2 separate regions of the Mus musculus genome follow, and region 2 is linked to region 1. A link is a contact called in public HiChIP or PLAC-seq data. All regions are on one chromosome and are shown on one strand. The core of a region is the stretch at or near the end of the contact, and the rest is flanking DNA. Distances in the headings are between cores, read along the strand shown. Region 1 has its middle 12 kb from the start of Ddit4l. Region 2 overlaps Ppp3ca (protein phosphatase 3, catalytic subunit, alpha isoform).

Region 1 (5,445 bases), core at 1,847-4,346:
ATCTATCTATCTATCTATCTATCTATCTATCTATCTATCTACCATCTATCTACCTATCTTCATATGGAGACTTATAAGAGAGAATTGGCTCACTAGATTACAGAAGCTGAAAAGTCCCACAAAATACCATCTGGATCTCAGAGAACCAGCAAATCTGGCAGTGTATTTCACTGTGAATCTACAGTCCCAAGAATCACAGAGATTGATGTTGTAAGTCTCAGATTGGGGCTAAAGCTCTGAGAATCTGGAGTGGTGATGGGCAACAGCATATAGCTGGCCCAACTCCATGAATGAGAGAATTTATCTATCTTCCTTCCACCATTTTATTCAATTTTGATTCAATACATACTGTATTACCACTGATCACATTAATGAGACTGGATTTTTTCTATCAATTCAAATGCTAATAGCCTCTGGATATAGATCCCACAATCATGTTTCACTAGCTACATGAGAATCCTTTAGTTCATTCTAGTTGATATACCATTGACAGCATAGTTGCTCAGAGCAGCTGTACTTGAAAAAATGTACCATAGATAAACAGCAGCTCACATCTTCAGTGATGCATCCACTGTGACTTCTTTGGAAACATCATAAAAGGTGTTTCAGTATTGAATAAAAAGAGAGTCTAGCACAGCATTGGCCAGAGTAGGGAAGATGGGCAGATAATTCTATCATTTCACTAAGAAGCTGTTAGTATCTGATAGTTGCCTGGAGAGAAGAGCCAGTATTCTGTCAGGACGGGATCCCTGGTGGTAAACCCCATGCCCAGGGAGTGTGCATCATAAACTAACAAAAGTTACCTTAGAGTTGGGTGGGCTTGTGGAGGAGGTGGGAATAGGAAGAGGTGAGTGGTGAATATGGTCAAAATGCATTGTCTGAAATTCTCAGAGAATCAATGCAAACATCTGTTTTTAAAAGAGAGGTTCTTTCACAGAATTGGTCTATACTTTCAAGTATTTTGACAACAAATTGAACTTCGTAGCTGAATATTTCCTGAGTGGAGTTAGGGACCTTCATTGATTAACATTCTGGCTTCCTGTGTCTCAAGAGTTTCTGTCTGGCAAAGAGCCTCCCAACCAGATTCCTACCTGTAAGCCAAGGAGAGCGAGGCCTGGATTTGTCCAATAACACAAGCCTGTCCAACAATAACACAAACCTGTTAACCGAATTTGGAAATTCTGTTCAAGTTATTGGAAGTACAATTTATATAGATCAGGCACAATTGACAGGAGCTGCTGGTGGTGCTGCAGCCAGTTGAGGCCCTGAGAAACGGCCTAAACCCTGGTTCTGTTTTGCTTTAGTGGCAACGTTCCTAAGATTGAATGACCTGATGCAGTTTGGAAATGCTTGGTTTTACTTCCTCTGGCAAAGAACATTTTAGATTGTATGTTGTTTATAAAATAGATATATTTAGAGGATAAATTTTAATTTGTATATCTACCCTTTAAAAACAAGCATATTCAGGAAGTTTTGATGGGGTGAGAGTTGCTTTAGGTTAGGTCAAAGAATTAATCTAAGGGAATCGCTTGTCAGGAAGACGCTTTGCCTTTGTGTTGGCTCACAGACTTTCTCAGATTCCCTGAGCTTTGGATTAAGAATGCAAAACCTTTGACATTTTGGTTTGTTGATTCATGTTTAAGGGGTATCCACTATAGCTTCATTTTACTGTCAGCCGCCATGACCTAGAAAAATGTTGAATCTACTTTCTGGAATTCTAGGTTATGGGTAAGGTTAAGCATAGATAAAGAGCAAAACAAAAGGGGCCTTTCAGCATTCATCAAATCCCAGGGCTTGAGAGAGGGCCAAGAGAGTGAGGGCAAGTTCCTGTCACCTGGGCTACCATGCTCATTCAGTTATACACTGGAGTTGACATTTAAAAACATTGAGAGAAAAGATGAGGACAGTTAATGATTGACTACCTAATAGGACCAGTTGACCCAGTGATTAAGTAACCAACGGGATTCATTTCTGGAAGAAATCCAGCATTAGATAATTTTCTAAAGATTTTTCTAAAACTTGACTTTGTAAAAGTAGGTCATCTCCCCTGCCCCTGCCCCCGCACCCCATCTTCCCCCATGTCTCGCCCCACCCCCCATGGACTATGTCTCCTTTCCTAGAAGGAGATCTCTGGTCTACACAGCACAGTTGGTCTTCTTATAGACACAAGGGACCCCTTAAAATGCCACAGACTCCCTTATTTTATGGTCTTACTGTGAAGCATCTGCCCAAAACGTCATGTGCTAGAATCTTTGTGCTATTATTGGAGAAGCTGGAAGCTTTAGGGGGCAGAGCCTCCCTAGAAAAAGCAGGACTCTGGAGTATAGCTTTGAAGGACACACCCTGTTCTGAGCTCCTTCTCCTCTCTGCAGTTTGTCACCATGAGGTAGGCAACCTTGTCCACTCCACTCTCTCATGATGTTCTTACCTGGGCATAGAGACACATGGCCATCTGGCCATGGACTGATGATTTCAAACCATGAGCCCAGATAAATACTTCCTACTTTGTTGTTGTTTTTTGTTCTTTCCTCAGATATTGAGGCACAGCAACAAAAAGCCTAATTTACAATGTCTCCTGATGCTGTTGTTGGTGTGTGTTTACATCAGAATCCACACTGTGTTTGTTGACTCTCTTACTCCATGGCAACCTGTTAAAAATGTGCTGTGTCTGTACGAGGTAAAACCATAAAGGAAGGGGAATTTTAAGCTTGTGATCCTCTATTTTTTTTTAATGCTAACTTGGCACTGGCTCCTTTCTGGGCTGGCTTTCTAGGGCACTCAGCCTGAAAGTCCAGGCTTCTCACTGAGGAACCGCTGTCTAGCCGAGGGTTGTAGGTCTCAGTCCCTTTCCACACACTTCCATCCCTTTAAACAATGGCCTGCTTGATTTCAGACCCTCAGTGCTCTTAGTGTAAGTTAAAATGAATGCTTACCATGCACAGCAGGTCTACTATAACTCCTAAACATTAGATTGCTTTATTCTTTTATCAAATTCAAAAAATTAAGGGGTTAAATGAGAAGTTAGACCAAAACCGAAAGTATCTCAGCGAACACGTAGAGAGGGCCTCCGAGCCCTTGACTGCACACACGAACGCCTGCTCTGCAAACATGTGGAACTCCATTGGCTTTCTGTTTTGTTTTTCCCTGAGACAGAGATTCATGGAGTCCAGACTGGCCACAAAATCTCTATGTAGACAACCAAAGTGACTCTCAGTCCTCTTGCCACTGTCTGCCAAGCTCTGAGATAACAGGCATGTACAAGCTCTGAGATTACAGGCATGTGCAAGCTCTGAGATTACAGGCATGTGCAAACTCTGAGATTACAGGCATGTGCAAGGTCTGAGATTACAGGCATGTGCAAGCTCTGAGATTACAGGCATGTGAAAGCTCTGAGATTACAGGCATGTGAAAGCTCTGAGATTACAGGCATGTGCAAGCTCTGAGATTACAGGCATGCCTATGCTACCCTGCCTAGCTAATATAAACATGAGTGGTTCTGTTTCCTTCCCCTTAAGACATTTTGAAAAGTTATTGTTTGAAAACTATAAGCATTTACAAAATAAAGAATAATAAAAAAGAAATACAGTAGTCCCTATTTTCTCATGGGGGAAACTTTCTAAGCTGCCTATTGGATGCCTGGAACCTTGAAAAGTCCCAAATCCTGCATATACTATATTTTTCCTACACACACACACACACACACGCACACACACACACACACACACACACACACACACACACACACAGAGGATAGAATGGATTTGGAATAGGAACTCATCAACAGTTGTAATAACAGAACAGAATAACTGAGTAATATACTAGAATAAATTTAATAAGGTTATTTCTCTCACACGCATAGAATTAAGACAGACTTAATACTTTGGTCTTGACTTTGACAGAGAAAGAGTGGCCACTCATTATTTGTGTTGCAGCTCTGTCTTTATGGCTGGCTGTGTCCTAGGGGACTCTGCATGATTTGCCCATTATTTTCAGCTGATTTTAAGATAAAAGAAAAATCTAATTAGTTAAAAATTCAGGACACAAAGGTCCCAGGAAAAGATAATTTCCCTAATGTTAGAGAGCTGGTGACAAGAAACATAGGAACCAGAACCCAGTTTTCTATAGTTGGTTGAATGAATTTGATGTTTAATAAGTTCAATACCATTAACTATTTACTGCAGACATGGAACTTAATACCCTCACCTCCTCCATCCCTCCTTATCACCTACAGCTCTAAATTGCTTTTACGGCTAAGTGAAAATTCACTCTCTTGCAGGAAAATGCACAATTGGTTTATTCAAAGTTTCTTCAGGCTCACATCTCATGAACCTGTAGGAAAATATTTCCGAATGCTATCTTTAACACTATCTGCTTACTAAAAGAGAAAAGGGTCATGTCTATATTGTTAGTCATATTTTTCTCCTTAAATATATAATGATCGGGTTTCATTCCCTGGCACCAGTAGATGCTCTGAAAACACAGGCTACCAAATACTTTGAATTTCTACCCATCTTGTGATGCTTTCCTTTATCTGCCTTTTGGTGCACCGTTTTAGCTTGAAATTAAAATGTAGTGAAGGTTGCATAGTCTTTGGGGCCTACTGTAATAGAGACTGCATCTTCTGATCTCTGGTGGGTTTAACAAGTAGTTTTTTACTTTTACTACATTCAAGGCCAAAAATATGGAAGCAAAAGAGTTATGGAAAACAGGTTTGTGAAGGTGGAAAAATCCCAGGGAGGTACAGAGTCTTTAAAAGGCATGAGGGAAACAGTATCCAATTTAGATCAACCTCCTGTCTCTGCTTTTTATATCCCTTCTGTGAATTCAGGAAAATGAGCTCTGAATTTAATTGTAGTGTGGGTGTGTGCCTGTTTAGATGAGAGATCTCCTAAAATTTGCATCAATATTTCCTACAGTACCTCTGGAACATCCCAACCTGCTTCTTGGAAGCTTACTTTTCTCTAGGGACACATGATTCACCCTGATACTTACAGAGAATGGTCTGAGCCCCTACTGGTGGTGCCGTAGGCACACAGTATGTTTATCTTAGTGGTGGTGTCATGACATGTGATGATTGAGCAAGGTTAGAAGGTAGGGGAGCTTTTAGAAAACATGCTTTGCTTTGGTGGACTCACAATTGAAGGCTCTAAATACCTTGCCACCCGTTCACTCTTCTGTTCGACCCTGACAAGGTATTCTGATGCTTAAGATCAAGTCAACACAAATAATGTCCAGCATCTCTGTTGCCTCCTACGGGCTGAGGGCGCAGAGACTCTGCAAGTGAAAGCCACATGGATTCCTCGATGCTTCTGGCTGAGGGGCTATTTGTCTCTCCAGTTCAGAGACAAACAGACTGAAGAAATTGCTCAGTGCAGAGCTCCTGGTTCCTTTGTTTTCTTCCTCCTGTCAGGTAGGGCAGAAGTTTCAAGGCAGAAACCTCATAGA
Region 2 (5,969 bases), core at 656-3,155, 820 kb after region 1:
AAAGCACAGATGGAGTCCTAATGGTCTATGCCATGAGTAAAAGTGTATAGAGAATGCCAGCCTGCTTTGTCTCGCCATCCCTCACTGCCAGCAAGCATCACACCAGTGGATCAAACAGAGCAGGTGAAACGCCACTGCAAGCCCAGACATGTTCATCTCATCCCTCTCTATAACCAGAGCATGCAAAGGAAGAGCCCTTGTCTCATAATTCACATGGTGACTCTGCAAAAGAGCTGTCAGAGATACTTAGGTCAGTGCATGTTAAGAAAACGGCTTAAGGATATCACATGTCAGGCACAACTTAAAACACGTTCTGCCCTGACCTCCTTAGATTGGCAATCCAATCTTGTGGACATTTGTGTATATCACCCACCTTCATTCTAATCAAAGGCTGGCAGAATAGAAAGACAGGGCTGGCTTACAGGACATGGGAAGGGCAGTTCACATTTCCTGCTTGCTCAGTCATCAATCCAAAGCAACTGACAAATCAAGCTACTCCCAGAGACAGCTTCCCCTTTTCCAAGAGCTATCTCAGACACAGACAGGAGAAAAACAACAGATAAACTATACTCACATGGGCAGGAATGTTGGTGACCTTTGAGTCTAGACTTAACCGGCTATTTCTCTTCTCTCACCCTAACCTGGACTGGGAATCTCATAAACAACCTTGCAGTGTCATTTGCAAACAGGACATTCTTTAAGAAACATGGAATCAAGCTACTGTGTTTGCACATGATGTTTTCAACTTTGCTTAATCTTTGAACCTGGTTATAGAGCACAATGTCTGTACAATGCAACTTCCAAGCTATGCATTCACACACACACACACACACACACACACACACACACACACACACATACATACACATATGATTATGTTTGATTTGATTATATTTTATTATATTTCATATATATATATATATATATATATATATATATATATATACACACACACACATATATCATACATAAATGAAGCTTTTAAACACTTCTCTTGAGAAGCCCACACCACTGACTTGGTAGGTATAGATATAGTTCTTTCATAAAATCCATCAATACCTCCTCTCTACCCCTTTTTCTCTCCCTCCCTTCCTCTGTCGCTCCCTTCTCCTCTCCTTTCCTTCTTATGCTTAAATGCAAAGCATTTACTCTCTCTATCTTCTTTATTTCTACCTAGTAAACTCATTACTTGGTCCCACCCTCATTTTCTGTAGGGGGGTTACCAAATTTGGGGTTCACTGAATTGACCCCTATAAGGAGAGTCTCAGGATTCTAGAGACCCAATGTTGAGTTGTGTCCCCTTGCTTCATATTAACTAACTAATCCAGTGAGGCTGGGGAAAGTGGGCAACAGACAGCAAGCATGAGCTGACATGGACTCTGAAGAGCTGACCCTGTCCATGGCGCACTGCAGGTTTTGTTAGAGGCAATTGGAAAAGTGTTAGAAACCAAAACTAAGGAAGAAAGGAAGAGACAAGGAAGCCGCCCGCAGGTAATAAGAATGCACCCATCTAAAGAAAGGTTCCTTCTCTTGATGGAAGTGTATAGTAACTAGTTGCCTCATTTTTAGATGAACCTAGAGTAAAGCGTTTTGCTTTAAGGTGGTAAGGTAGTGGGGTTTGATAAGTTTGGCTATTTGAAAATACAGAATGCCAGTTAACAAACCATCAACATGTGAAATGTGATCCTATTCAGAGTAAGGGAGGGAAATATACAGGAAGATACTTGAGTCTTCCAGGCTATACTTTGTGTTCTCATCCTGGGAGATTTAGCTTAATTTACATAGAGCTTTAAACAATTCTCAGTTTATCTGTGTATGGAGTGTGCATGTGCAAAGATACACAAACCCTGTCTGAGGGAGAGAGTCAGACCCTTAGAACAGCATGAATATACTTAACAGGGCTCTGGCTACATTAGTCACACTGACGCGACTCACTTGCCTTATTTGAAAATATCAGGCTTTCACTGAAGATAGTGTCTCAAAAATCTAAATACACATGCTTAAACACCTATAAATAAAACTCCAACTTAGTAATGTCCTGGTCTTTTCATTTATCTTTGACATCATCCATTCCCAGCAACATCCTCTTCTTCCACTTCCTCTAAGGATCATCCACAAGTCCTTAGCCTTAAAATATATTCAGTCAACATTCATGGGTCCCAATCACCTCTCTAGCAAACTGAAGACCTCCTTCAGTTTTCCTGTTTGTTGACATGCAAATACAGCACAATGAGGTTTTATGCAATATGTCAAAAGTGTTCATAAAAGGGCAGAGCGGTGCTAAAAGCATTTACTAAAATAAGCAATTTTCCCTTTCCCTCTGGCTTACCAACTATATATTATACACAGTACAGTTTGAACTATCCTCTAAAATGTCTTCCGAGCAATTTTTCAATAGAACAGAACAAGAATTCCTTCAGGAAAGAAAGGGAACCTGCAGTGGAGAAATGGAGAGGGAAGAAAAGAGACCAACATATAAATGATAATAAATGTATGAAATGTCGTGAGGAAACCTACGCCTTGATATGACAAAAAAAGAAGTAAGTTTTAAAAATCAGATGTTAAATAAAATAATTACCATTTCAAGAATAATTATAGAAAATGAACACAAGAATACCACCAACAAATACTTCTATAATTTGAATTTTAAGGCAATTTTCATTAAAATATGACAAAGAGTGTATACTCCTAATCCTTCATATGTGTTTTGGTTTTTTTCCTCAACATGATGCCTAAAGGACCCAAGGAATGGAAACAGGTGAGGATCCACTCTGTCTCTGTTTGCAGTTTTGAGAGGTTCTATCACAAAACAACTTAACTTTTGACGATGATGGGAGGTTCATTTTAATACAATTGCAAATGTCTTATACAATAAATTATATAATAATGACTCAACATGATTCCTTTATGAAAAGGACTTATTGTAGCTGTTTCAAAAGATTTCAGCACAGTTGAAAAAATTAAAATAAGAGTGAACTTGAATTTTTTTTGTTAGAAGAATAAAATGTATATACACAAGACCAATGTCTTTATTTGCCTGGTTAATCTGTTAAGAATAATTTCATATAGGGTTATCAGGAAAGCAAAAACGTATTTGCTGATTTTAAATACTAAATTTCTAATTTAAGAATTTTGATTGAATATTGAATATTTTAATAAAGGTTAAAGTCAAATTAGATTTTTTTAAATAAAATATATATTTGAGGAATTGCTTTTATGATCCTATGGTAGTAATATCTAAAATGTTTAATATCTGCATTCATTTATGTCAAGAAATAGAACAACTATTGAATGTCAGTGCTAAGTGAAATAATGAAATATTCTAGCAAATGGTATTTATAGTCATTTGTAGAGCAGTAAACATAAAATAAAGCAAAAAGTCACTGCAGTGAGATGAGTGAGGAAGTAGAGGCACTTACATACAGAACACTGGCATGCAATCCCTAGGATCCACCTTCTACCAGGATGGTAGAAGGACATTAGTGAGACCTGCAAATAGTCCTCTGATACCGTCATGAATGCACTGCAGTGCACTCACAAACACACACACTCACGGACAGGCACTCACACGCACACAGAGTACACACACACACAAAAAAATCCATTTTAGGTATAGACTTTCCCTTGTTTTTCATTAGACAAATATGTCACAGGAGATTAAAACCATAAAATAAACAAAGAAATGTTCCCTAAGACATGGTGAATTTATTTCCCAAAGGAGGCGATCCCTCTGAGCATGGTAATTATCCCTTAGAAATGAAGTCTACCTGGGATTCCCAAACTTGATTCAAGTCCAACGCATGCTCTACCATGCAGAAATCCTCAACCGAACAACCCAAAAAATGCAAGATGAGTAAAGACTTTACCTAGACTGGAGTTTGAAACAGTAAATTTTAATTTTAAAATATATAATAAATATAAAATTAGAAATCTCTGAAACAAAAATAAATAGGCCAATGTAAATTATTCTACACAGGATGCTCTCACTGACTGAAACTCCAACAGCATACATTTCCTGCGCCATCATGCTTACTTATTGGCCCAATGCTCTGAGATCAAAACACCAACAAATATCACAATTTTTAATGAGTAAACTCCTTCTGTTTGAAAGGTCCTTGAAAAATGTTCCCAAATGATAATATCAATTCTATTCAGGTCTAAGAATGCCACCTAGTTACCATGTTTGAATATAGATAGGATAAAATAATTTCAGAAATAAAACCATCCTAGAAGGCTTTGTAATTATTAAGCATCGCAGGGAAGAAAGGATTGAAATACTTTGCCTCCTAGCCACCCTCCAGGGAGCCTACCTAGCACAGAGCTAAAACCCCAAGTGAACCAGAGTCCCTCCTACCCCACCTTGCTTACCCCTCCTTCTCCTCCCAAGAGGCTCTAGAGCAGGTTTCGGGAAAACACAGGCCCTGAGGGCAGCCCCATAGGAGAAACGCACACACTGCTTCCCTCAGGTGAGTAAATCTTTTCTCACCACTGTATCTGGGCTATTTCTAAGAACCACACACTCCTATATGAGATGCACAGAGCGCAGGAGGCCTTTCCTGTCAGTTCCTCAACTCAAGCCATCATTTTTATGCATAAAGGAATTTAAACATTAGGATACTTTAATGGATATTTCTGAGAATAAGTTTCCTAAACTGTTTTTTTTTCTTTATTCCATCCACCCTTCACATGAACTTGTCGATTATGATTTAAAATCAAAGCCCTTTTTAAAAAATACTTGAAGTTGGGAAGTGGGAAGTTTCCTGGTAAAACTGTACCTGTTTGCATTTCCAGCCACATGCACTTTATTAGCGTTGTCCTGCAGTGTAAGCAGAGCTTCTCTTCTCACCACATCATCCACCCACAGTACAAGCCTATGCCTAGAGACAGGGCACCAATCTTCCTGCCAACATCCATGACCCCCAGTCTACAGGAATGGGATAGGCCGGTCTGTACATGAAATCAAAACGGGCGGTGACCTGCAATAAGTTGGGTAAATAAGGCATAGAGTTCTGTGTTCACCATGGCCCGGAGGGACAGCAGGGCAATCCCATGGTGATAAACATGTCATATTTCATAATGATCTCTTATTCTAGATTATTACATGGAGTATGCTGATGCAAAGCCTAGCAAGCACGTGCCAGCATTTTTATATACTACCATTAGACAGGACTGTAAGTGACTTACTGCTCAAAGGAGATATTATAGCTTAGGACCGACAAGATTGCTCAGTGACTAAAGGTCTTGTGTTCAATCCCTGGGACCCACATGGTGGAAGGAGGGAACACACTCCTGCAAGTGGTCCTCTGACTTCCACATGCACGTCATGGCATATGTGTGCATGGCTACTTACACATATCCATGGTAAATACGTGTAAAAAAATCAATTAATTTAAATGTGTAAAAAGAGATATGCCCTTGCTGTGTAAAGTTTTCATTGTAAGGAGGTCAAGAAAGAGCATCCGATCCTTTGGAACTGGAGTTACAGAGGGTTGCAAGCGACCATATGGGGGTTAGGAATCAAATGTGGGCCCTCTGCAAGAGCAGCCAGCGCTCTTCACTGAGCCAACTCTAGAGCGACTCGAGTGTATATATTTTAAGTATGTAGAGTACAGTCATTCCTTAAATATTGAAAGAAGAAAGGTCTCACAATCTATCAAACAAAATGCATCTGAGTGTAAAACTAAAAGATGATTTCCATGAAAAGACAAAATTGACAGAAAATACAATTATCGTTTCTTCCAAGTGGGTTGATACATCGTAATCCTTCATGATATTCACTATCACCTGGAAATAATTTATACATACACTACAGAGATTTCAACTGTCCATTCTGGGGATACAAACAGAATTTTAAAACTACAAAATTATTATGACTTGACACTACAAGAAATCAGAGTTTAGCTTACTTACATGAAGGTGTAGGGGTGTGTGTGTGTGTGTGTGTGTGTGTGTGTGTGTGTGTGTGTTTC

The links. HiChIP or PLAC-seq counts read pairs in DNA pulled down with a chosen protein or histone mark.
Region 2: a contact with region 1 is called in an H3K4me3 HiChIP or PLAC-seq map of bone marrow-derived macrophages, with 5 times the contacts expected there. The contact joins two enhancer-like sites. A contact is called at or near these places in 2 of 39 promoter capture datasets (hippocampal neurons and liver) and 2 of 115 datasets of contacts at active chromatin or transcription factors (bone marrow-derived macrophages and embryonic stem cells).

The regions. Positions count from the first base shown.
Region 1 is chr3:137,608,597-137,614,041 of GRCm38.p6, reverse strand. No RefSeq gene overlaps it. Among named protein-coding and RNA genes, the nearest start is that of Ddit4l, 12 kb to the left of the region's middle. Within about 2 kb of position 3,096, at least 86 of the 459 cell types and tissues checked have an H3K27ac peak or open chromatin away from gene starts, as enhancers often do. A contact at or near this core is called in bone marrow-derived macrophages, where this site is marked.
Region 2 is chr3:136,784,892-136,790,860 of GRCm38.p6, reverse strand. All of the region lies in intron 1 of Ppp3ca (protein phosphatase 3, catalytic subunit, alpha isoform), which reads right to left. Among named protein-coding and RNA genes, the nearest start is that of Ppp3ca, 120 kb to the right of the region's middle. Within about 2 kb of position 1,905, at least 3 of the 459 cell types and tissues checked have an H3K27ac peak or open chromatin away from gene starts, as enhancers often do. A contact at or near this core is called in bone marrow-derived macrophages, where this site is marked.